Regions from separate parts of the Mustela erminea genome. Here region 2 is linked to region 1. A link is a contact called in public Hi-C data. All regions are on one chromosome and are shown on one strand. The core of a region is the stretch at or near the end of the contact, and the rest is flanking DNA. Distances in the headings are between cores, read along the strand shown.

Region 1 (5,743 bases), core at 773-3,272:
AGAGGAAGCAGGCTCCCCGCCGAGCAGAGAGCCCGACGTGGGGCTGATCCCAGGACCCTGGGACCACTACCCGAGCTGAAGTCAGAGGCCCCAACCCACTGAGCCACCCAGGCGTCCGGGTCCACTGGATTTAGTCACAAATAGGTTACTGGTGATCTCAGCCGAAAGCAGCCTTCTATTAGGTAGTGAGATACAGATCAGGCTGGAGAGGGTCTAGGCATAAATGGGGAGGTGAGGAAGTGTAGGCAAGTGTTTTGAGTAAACTTTTGAGTAGGGCAGCTACTACTCTGTAGTAGTAGCTGGAAGGAAATGGGAGGCCTGGAAGAGAATCTAAACTTTCCAGTTTTCTTGCAAAATCAAGAATCTGACAATAGGGAGCCTGCATTTCCCATGGTAGCGGTGGGCTGAAGGTACACGACAATTTTCTTTAAATGAGGCATGAGCTTTCCAGTTGCTCTTTTCTTGCCATCAGCCAACATCTCTTTTTTAATGTGCCTACCTAGCCCTTCTAGGCATTTGCAATTCCCCCATTCTAGAACACGTCTGATGGGAAGGACCCAGAAGAGAAGTTACTGTTGAACATACCTCTCAACTATTCTTCCCACTCTATTCCTGTCATTCCCTCAGGCCAAATTATCCCCTGGTTTCAAGCTTCTCCTCAAAATGTTCCTCGAAGCTTTAAAGCGTCCCAGTGCCCTGGAAGATACCCCAAATCCCGTAGCCTTACCCCCATTTCATTCTCTAAAACAATGGTTCTCAATTAGGGGAAAGGGACGGGTGAATTTGGTCCCCAGGGACATTTGGCAACACCTGGAAATGTTTTTGTTTGTCACAAATGTGAGGAGGTACTACCGGCATCTAGTGGGGAGAGGTCAGGGATGCAGCTAAACATCCTACCATGCACAGGAAAGCTCCCCACAACAGAGAACTATCCTATCCAAGATGTCAACAGTGCTGAAGCTGGGAATCCCTGCTCTAAAATGTTGAGCTCCATGCGACAGGTGCCTAGTCAGTCCTGCTTACTGCTAGTGTCTAGAACAGTGCCTGGTCCCTTCAATACTACTTCAAGGAGTTAATCTACCCCCTCAATCAGTCATCCCTCGCTCTCTCTTTCTTACCACACATCCGAAGCTCTAGGAAGAACAAGACAGCTTCACTTTCTCACAAGGATTGTTCTCTTTCATAAGTTCATGCCTCCGACTTGCTGCTTCCCTAGTCTCTCTGCCAAATCCAGTACCACCCAACGCCCAGCCCCTGCTAAACCCAATACTACAGAAACATTCCTCGTTATCATGGCACTTTCTCCCGGAGAATCTGGTTCCCAAGAGCCACCCTGAGCAATGCCTGGGAAACTTGCAGCCAGGGGACTAAATCTAAAAGCAAAGTTTTGCTTGACTAGTATACAACTTTTCTTAAACAGTCATTATTATGGGGGCACCTGGGTGGCTCAGTGGGTTAAAGCCTCTGCCTTTGGCTCAGGTCATGATCCCAGGGTCCTGGGATCAAGCCCCGAGATTGGGCTCTCTGCTCAGCAGGGAGCCTGCTTCCTTTCCTCTCTCTGCCTGCTTGTGATCTGTCAAATAAATAAAGAAAATCTTAAAAAAAAAAAAAAAACCAAACCAGTCATTATTATTAAGGGATTGCATCTGAAAGCTCTACGTTAAGCCGGGTAGGCACATTGGTGGCTGTAGGCTCCATCTCCAGTCCGATACATCTGCCGGGTAACATTAATTGCCACGGTCCTGAGGGCATGAAAGTCTACAACTTCCCTACGTCCTAGGGCACATGACATTCTTAGGCGGCACCAGAGCGACACGCAGCTGGGTAACGAGAGCCTGAGGGAGACCAACCTGGACGTCGTCGTCCTTGCGGATGGGCATGGAGCGAACGTTGTACTTCTGCCTCAGCTCCTTGGAGTGGGGAAGACATGATCTTCCTGCGCACGCGAGGGCGCATTGAAGTGGCGTTTGCGGTTTTTGCTGCGGTCCAAGGTAACCAAGGGGTTGAACTTCATGCTGACCGTCTGCAAAGAGAGGCGTGGGAAGGAGGAGGAGGGTGCTCAGTTGGGTACCAGGGCCTGCTCTCCATCCAAGACACTCCTCCCCATCGCTGCACAGGGACTCTGCGGGAGGTGGCCTCGGGTGGAGGTGACTGAAGGAGGAGAATCGGGGAAGCGAAGGGTCTGGGTGTTACAGAGTAAGGCAAGCTTGGGGAGTGCCCGCCTGACCAGAGGGGCCATAGGAAGAGGGCGGCACTGGGACCTCGAGGCTGACTGTGGGAGGAAGATTCGAGCAGGACAAGAATGCCGGGTCAGAAGTCACGCAAAGAGATCCTTCCAGAACGTGGGGGAAGGATCCACAGGGCGGAGAGCTTCTCTCTCGGACAAAACACCACCCTCTACTCACCTTTAGCGCCCGTTAGGTTCGGGCCCTGAACGCGCAAGGCCGGAAGTGAGGGCTTCCTTGCCGCGCAAGAGAAGAAAGGAAGCGGAGCCCCCTTCCCGTCGGAGCGAGACTGGGTGGCGCCCCCTGCGACTTGGGGTGGGATCGCAGCGCCCCATTCCAAGGGGGCCAGTTCGGGGCTGTGGGGCTTCCGGGGTCCCGCTAGGACCCACGAAGAGTTGGCTCCGCTGGGGAGAAGAGGCATACTTCTCTAGGGCCTGCATTAGAGACCTAGTAGTGTCTCAAAAATAGACTCACTAGAGTCTCTTTCTTATTCCAAACTCTTTCTTTGCCTCTTCTTACCCTCCCTTGAGGTGATTTAGCTGTGAAATGTTAGTTGTTGGATGCTTTGGGCATTCATGATGATCCAAACGCAGTCCGCTGACTTGCTCCTTCAAAATCAGAGAAGCTTGTTCAAAATGCAAATTTTTGTGATCCATCACAGTCCTTTGAAACCAGGCAGTGATAGGTCCAGGTTTTAAAGCAAGCAGTCCCCTCCTCCCGCCCACCCAAAGATTTTGAGGTGCAACAATGTTTGGAGATTGTGAGAACCAACAGCCTGGTCTTGCAAAACTTTCCCCCAGTTTTTTAGTCCTTCTGGGTGATGGAGGGAAAAGGTTGGGGTTCCAAGCCAAGAAAGAATTCTTGAGATGTCTTTAGTGCAAAAAGGTGATTTTATTAAAGCACAAGGACAGAACCCATGGACAGAAAGAGCTGCACTGGAGTCCTGAGGAATGGCCGATTATAAACTTTCAAGCTTGGAGGGGGTCAGGGGTAGCATAAGTCTCTAAAGAATTTTGGAAGCGGGACACCTGTGTGGCTCAGTGGGTTAAAGCCTCTGCCTTTGGCTCAGGTCATTATCCCAGGGTCCTGGGATGGAGCACCGCATCAGGCTCTCTGCTCAGCAGGGATCCTGCTTCTCCTCCCTCTCTGCCGGCTTCTCTGCCTACTTGTGATCTCTGTCTGTCAAATAAATAAATAAAATCTTTAAAAAATTTTTTTTTTGGAAGCAAGGTTACCAGGACCTTGAGGGGCCTAGATATTATGGGGGAAAGGTCATTTTTTGACTAATAAAACCTTAGTCATGAGACCCTTCAGCTGTATATAATGGGCCTTATGCTTGGGGAATGATAACCAACACGCGTCTTGTGGGGGAGAGGGGTAGAGATAAAGGAAGTTTCCAAAGCAATTTTTATATGTTGAAGTAGACTTACAGGATCCTGGGGGTAGGGCTAAGGTTGCCTTTTGCCCTCAGCAAAGTATTAACATCGAGGCAATTGAGTCCCTAGAGAAATGTCACTCTGCCTGTTTAAAGACTTGCCGGTGGGCTGTGAGTAGTAAGGAAATCTAATAATTTTTCTTCTGCCTTTGTTTCCCACATTACTGGGGAGGGGTTGTAGAATCAGACCTGGACCCAAGTGCCTCTTCATGTGGCTGGATGTTGGGGAGATGCCTCCATGTTTCTGAGCCTCAGTTTTCTCATCTGTAAAATGGGGATGATCTTAGCAGGTGACTCATACAGTTGTTATGAGGGTTAAATGAGTTAGTCCATTGGGAGTGTTTAGAATTCACTTACAGTAAGCCGTTATTCCTAATGAAAGAAGAGGGGCTTGCTCCAGGACAGCCCTACATTGGGGCCTCACATCCATGAGTCCTCACTTTCAGACCTTGGCTATTAAGTCCCAGTGACACAAACTGTAAGCTTTCTGTTTGATGTAAACACATTCCGCGTACCTTGCGGGGGGAACCCTCCCCCCAGACTCTGAAGCAGGATCTCACCTGCAGGCTAGTGCGGCCCTGCCCTGACCTCCCAAGTCTGCCCTGCACTCCTGAGTCTGCCCTACCCTCCCGAGTCTGCCCTGCCCTACCCTGCCCTCCCGAGTCTGCCCTGCCCTGCCCTACCCTGCCCTCCCGAGTCTGCCGTGCCCTACCCTGCCCTCCGGAGTCTGCCCTGCCTTGCCCTGCTCTGCCCTCCCCTCCAGAATCTGCCCTCCGGAGTCTGCGCTCTCTGGCGGGTGCCCTTCGCTTGCCCGTCGCGCCCCGCCCAGTGGTATCCGGACTCCGCCTTCCCCCACGGGAAGACCGCCCCCAGGGGCGGCCCCCGCCCCACGTACTAAAAAGGCTAATTAGGCTACTGGAAATGAAAGGTCTTGCTGTGGGGGTGACTCCCAGTGTGGGATCGACTCATTTATCGATAGAATTGATTCATTCATTCAGTTCACATGTATCGAGCTCCTACTTTGTGGCACATAGCAGACAGAACGTTTTGTGGTGCTCAGTTAACGGAGGGACACCCTGAAATTCAGAGAAGAGCTTGTCTTGCCAGACTCGGGCAGGTCCCCTGCTCTCCGTTTATTAGTGTCTTCAGGAATATGGTGATACACTTGTTAAACACCAGCATTTACTCATACTCATGATGAACCCGGGCATCTGCCATGGTCCCTGAACCTGCTGGGTCCTATTTTAGGTCTCATTCCAGACCGCCCCCCACCCCAACCCTCCACCCCGCTCGCGCACGCGCGCAGTGTTGGAAACTTCTGGCTCTCAGACTTAGGGACAATGGCCAACACTTCGGCTGTTTGGAGAAGCTATGGCAGCAGGGTAAGCGGTGTGAAACTTATTGAGGCAATAGCAATTGAAAGGCCGTCAGGCTCCCAGAGTGAGGAGGTTGGGGGGTAGGCGAGAAGCCTAAGAAAAGAGGATCTTAAATGCCTTCACCACAAAAAAAGAAATGGCAATTGTGGAGGTGATGGAACTAAGCCACTACGGTAGTCATTTTGGAATACCTGAGTCTATCAGCTCAACTTTGTACACATTAAACTCCCAGTATTATAGGTCACCATGAGGACAGACCGTTACAACCCAGGATAATCAAGTTATGTTTATGATCTCCCAGGGCAGGAGTTGTTTGTTTGTTTGTTTGTTTTTTAAGATTTTATTTATTTGACAGAGAGAGAGAGAGAGATCACAAGTAGGCAGAGAAACAGGCAGAGACAGAGAGGAAAGCAGGCTTCCGGCTGAGCAGAAAGCTCGATGCGGAGCTCGATCATGACACCAGCAGAAGGAAGAGACTTAACCCCCTGAGCCACCTAGGCACCCCACAGGGAGGTGTTTCTTTACACCCCTCACCCCACACTCAGTAAAATGAAGACAGGTGCAATGACATAACCAGTTAAGATCTTGAGAGCCACTCTAATGAGGCTTGGTGGGATAGGCTACTATCTTGCCTCATGTCCACCCTTAGAAGCATGCACAGCAACTGGTACAGAACTCAGAGGCCGAGGACAGTGCTAGCACAGAGG
Region 2 (4,968 bases), core at 1,226-3,725, 160 kb after region 1:
CCCTTCCCACTACTCCCACCCCCAACTGCCTCTAGGTTAATTTCTAAGCCGTCTAAAACTGGAAAGAGCCCAGGTCAGAAAGACCCAATTCCCTCCCAAGTCAACATCCACTGATTTCACATTCCTTCATGGCCCTGTATCTGCCAGGCCCACAACTCCAGCCCCACTACCATCACCAGAGAACAGATTATGTTGACCGTCTCTCTGACTCAATCTTCAGCCAGCAGCAGTCTCCCCACTGTCTAGGCCGGCGTCTTTAGCCATACCATTACCACTGCCGACCCCCCACCCCTCACCAGAGCCATGGTGTTGGCTGGTCTCAAGGAGGGACCTTTTCCTGAACTGGGCCTCTGACCCAACCACACATACCAGTGTTCTGTGGGGAACTTCTCCCCAGGTTCTGATGCCAAACAGTAGCATGATGCTAGAAGAACAGCTTGCTGGGAAGGGGGAAACAGGAGATTTAGTGAGTCATAATGGGAAGGGGTAGGATAAGGCCTGGGTTCCTTACCCTTACCATCTCTCACTTGGGCCTCAAACCATCCACGGAGTAGGCAGTTGTAAACCCATTCTACAGTTGTGGGCTTAGAGGCTCGGTAGGGAAAGAGACGAGCCTAGGATTACCCAGAAATAAAATAACAGCATGGGGGGGTCAAACTATGCTCTTTCCAGAAAAGGATAAAGAGGAAAAACCCACAGAGCTCAGCAGATACCCGACTCTGAGGCCAGACTGTGCTACCACCACTATAATGGCTGTATAAAAAGGGTTTTCTTTCTTTTTTTTTTTAATGTGGGTGGGAGAAGATATAATGAAAGCTCTTGGTTGAAAAAAAAAGGGGCAGATAAAGCTGGTATGCTGTGAAAAGTCAGCAGCTGTAACATTTTATGATTCAATGCAAAAAATATGTTGAGTTCCTCAGCTCAATAAGTAGTATAAACAAAGAAATGTTTTCTCTTTTTGAAAAGATATAGGGGTTGCCATTATCTGAGGACCTCTTTTGCTGTCCTCAATGTTCATCTAAAGGTTGAAAATGTCCTTTAAGTAAACGCACTCAACCCGGAAATTTTCTAGAACGTAGGCAGAAAGTTTGAGCATGTGTGAACACAGAAGCTAAACAAGGCAAATGCAGAAGTTGTCCCAGTGATACAGTCCACAGATCAACGACACAGGGTCCTTGAAATCCCCATCCCATCCCCCGCCTCAGCGGGAGAGGGGAAGAAACCGCAGAATGTTCCTGACTCTGCACCCTGGCCAGGTGGCGCAATGTTTATGTTTGTGTACCTAGCACCTCGGCGCCGCCCTCCCTGCCCAGGGGGCCGTCACTCCGCTCGGGTGGCCGCGTGGGCTCTGCCCAAACGTTCGTCCTCAACTCCTGAAGCGCCGTAGTACTGGATTTCGAATTTAGCCCACATAGACGGTGAGAGTCGGCGTGGGGATCGAAACCCCGAGTTTAGGGCATAGTGGGCGCCCAGAGTACATACAGAGAGAGCGGTCTCAAGCGAGAACGTGGCCAGAAACGTGTCCGGTGACCCCTGGAGGGCAGTGTCGAGCCACGCTGGGGGCGGCGGCGGGGGGGGGGGGGATCACCTCCCCAAATGCAGAACTCCGCAATCCACCAGGGCACCTTATGACCCCATACTTGCCATTTCAGCCCCCTTACCCACCTTTCTTGGCTCAAAGCCCTCTAGGAACGACGTGATTAGAAATAACTCCCCAGAGTGGGGCTTCGATTGGAAGGCATTTTACTTGTTTAAACATATTATTTTCTTAAGTGACAGGAGGACAAGGCTGGGAAATGGGAAAACAATCCCCTAAACTTCACCCGACTCACCCCGGTTGTCCTTAGTAAGAACATATTCATGGACAAACATTACATTTTCCTCCAACCCCCATTTCAGATTCCTCTTTGTCCCCCACTCCCAGCATTGTGATACTGGGCGAGTAAATCGCTTCTCCTGGGGGAACCCGAGTTTTCCGCGCGTACTGGTGACGAGGAAATGAGCGAAACGGACACACTTGTATGCAAAGGCGCAGGAAGCCCCTTGCCGCCGGCCGCGGCAGCAGAGGGGCGCGGGGAGGGGCACTGGGGAGGGGGAGGAGCGGAGAGGCCACTGGCCGGCGGCCCGCTCTCCCAGCCGCTCGGATTCCAGAGGTCAGCGTTTGGCTGGCAGCGCGCCCGCCACCTCTCCTCCCCCCGGGTCCGAAGAGCCGCGCAGGCCGGATCCCCGGGGACGCGCCAGGCGCAGGCCGGACTGCCGGACTGGGGCCCGAGCCAGCAAGCAGCCAGCGGATCCCGCTCCGAGGCCGATGACGTCTTCCCCTCTGGCTCCGCCGGCGCCAAGCCGGGCAGGGCGGGTGACGTCACCATACGGTCACGTGATCACCATTCAAACAAACAACTCCCCTCCCCCGGCGCGCCCGCTTCTCCCCGCCCCTCCCCGCCCCGCCGAGAGGCGGCATATAAACCGGTTCCTCGCGAGCCGAGCTCGCTGTGAAGGACGCCGGGCTGTGATAGTTGTGGCTGGGGCTGGAGGGGCAGTCGGGGGAGCAGCAAAGAAGCCTAGGCGGCCGAGAGCCCCGCGCGACGCCTCCCGCACTCAGTCTAAGCGTAGTTTGGGGTTCGGCGCAGGGAGAACTAGGGTCGGGCTTTTCCTCCAAAGCCGCTGCCCTACCCTTGGCTTCCGAGGACAAAAGAGCACCGCGAACAGGCACGCTGGGGGCGCTAGGGCCGGCCATGGTCATGGAAGTGGGCTCCCTGGACGCCGGAGGCCTGCGGACGCTGCTTCGGGAGCGCGCCGCGCAGTGCCTGCTGCTGGACTGCCGCTCCTTCTTCGCTTTCAACGCCGGCCACATCGCCGGGTCGGTCAACGTGCGCTTCAGCACCATCGTGCGGCGCCGGGCCAAGGGCGCCATGGGTCTGGAGCACATCGTGCCCAACGCCGAATTGCGGGGCCGCCTCCTGGCGGGCGCCTACCACGCCGTGGTGCTGCTGGACGAGCGCAGCGCCGCCCTGGACGGCGCCAAGAGAGACGGCACCTTGGCCTTGGCCGCCGGCGCGCTCTGCCGAGAGGCGCGCGCCACACAAGTCTTCTTCCTCAAAGGTACGCCCTCGGGGAAGTTCTGGCGCCGCACGCCCCCACCCCAGCCACGCCGCCTTGCCGCGGGACCCCTGGCCCTCGGCCCCTTCGGGCTACCCCACCTGGAGCGCGTGGGCGCCCGAGCCCTATTCCGGGGACTTGTCTTTGGCTTTGTTTGGCTTTAAGAACAAAAGACTTTGCCTGGGCCTCTCCGGGGTAAACTTCAGCCCTGGTTGGCGCGGGGTTGGTTAGATGAAGGTGCCCTGTCCCCGACGATACTAATGGAAACAAGTATGTCTCTTTGTCTTCCCAGGAGGATATGAAGCTTTTTCAGCCTCCTACCCGGAGCTGTGCAGCAAACAGTCGACCCCCATGGGGCTCAGCCTTCCCCTGAGTACCAGCGTCCCTGACAGCGCTGAATCAGGGTGCAGTTCTTGCAGCACCCCGCTCTATGATCAGGTTAGTAGGGGGCCTGTGCTGAGGGTGGGGGCAAAGGCCTGGAAGAGCAGTACTAGTGAGAATATCCAAAGTAACCTTTAAGTTTTTAAGGAGGGGCACACAGGGCTACTAATTTATCCCACAGTTAAGGGGTCTGATGGAGGGGAGGCTAATTGCTGACACTACAGAAATGAAATTGAGGCAAATGGGTTTAGTCCCCTATTTATTTATACTCTAACAATAGTGCTAAACATACCCGTTATCTACAACTGACTTTTCTAGCAGGGAGTTTTTGTGGGTGTGGGCGCCAGCATTAACTTTGAGCAAAGCTTGACAAGTGTTGGATATTTCTGGATTTCAGGGTGGCCCAGTGGAGATCCTGCCCTTTCTGTACCTGGGCAGTGCCTATCATGCTTCCCGAAAAGACATGCTGGATGCCTTGGGCATCACTGCCTTGATCAATGTCTCAGCCAATTGTCCCAACCATTTTGAGGGTCACTACCAGTACAAGAGCATCCCTGTGGAAGACAACCACAAGGCGGACATCAGCTCCTGGTTCAACGAGGCTATTGACTTCATAGGTAAATGGACAGACAGATGCTTGGGACTTCTGCCTTGCTCCCCCCATTTTAGTCACCATGCCCAACTCTATGGCAAGGAATTGAATGACATTCGCCTGAGCCTTTCTCCATACATTAACTGTCAGTCTGGTGTGGGCAACATCCCTGCAAAATAGGGATTTGATGTCCTATTCAACAAATTAGCAAACGGAGGCTCAGAAAGTTGAATTGACTTAACTTATCCAAGATCAGTCGGCTTCGTGGAGATGCCTGGTCTTGGTTTAAATCCCTTGCTGTTCTCTGCACAATGCCCACGTTGCCTCCGCAGAGCACTGTTTGATGGCATGAGGTGATGTTGCCATTCTCTGGATAGGACACACCCGTTTCTTAGGCACCCGCTGCCTGGGGTTGGGGTTGTTCCCCCGAGCTCTGGAGTAACTGGCCACCCTTTGTTTTCCAGACTCCATCAAGAATGCTGGAGGAAGGGTGTTTGTCCACTGCCAGGCGGGCATTTCCCGGTCAGCTACCATCTGCCTTGCTTACCTCATGAGGACTAACCGAGTCAAGCTGGATGAGGCCTTTGAGTTTGTGAAGCAGAGGAGAAGCATCATTTCCCCCAACTTCAGCTTCATGGGCCAGCTGCTGCAGTTTGAGTCCCAGGTCCTGGCCCCACACTGCTCAGCAGAGGCCGGGAGCCCCGCCATGGCTGTGCTGGACCGCGGCACCTCCACCACCACTGTCTTCAACTTCCCTGTCTCCATCCCCGTCCACTCCACGAACAGTGCATTGAGCTACCTTCAGAGCCCCATTACGACCTCTCCCAGCTGCTGAAAGTCCACGGGAGGTAACCTCCACAACTCACTGGGACTCTTGGCTCCTTGAGGAGAAATGC

What was found. Hi-C and Micro-C count contacts between places; a contact is called where the count stands out from the background.
Region 2: a contact with region 1 is called in a Hi-C map of skeletal muscle, with 7 times the contacts expected there. The contact joins the promoter of DUSP1 here to the promoter of RPL26L1 in region 1. A contact is called at or near these places in 2 of 3 Hi-C or Micro-C datasets (skeletal muscle and spleen).

What each region holds. Positions count from the first base shown.
Region 1 is chr3:102,700,547-102,706,289 of mMusErm1.Pri, forward strand. RPL26L1 (60S ribosomal protein L26-like 1) reads right to left here and starts at 2,023. Exons shown (of 6, transcript XM_032334902.1): 1 at 1,947-2,023; 2 at 1,919-1,945; 3 at 1,851-1,917. The coding sequence starts at 2,014.
Region 2 is chr3:102,863,411-102,868,378 of mMusErm1.Pri, forward strand. It overlaps DUSP1 (dual specificity protein phosphatase 1), which reads left to right and starts at 2,476. Exons shown (of 4, transcript XM_032336998.1): 1 at 2,476-3,102; 2 at 3,392-3,537; 3 at 3,878-4,097; 4 at 4,537-4,968. The coding sequence starts at 2,736. The coding sequence ends at 4,907.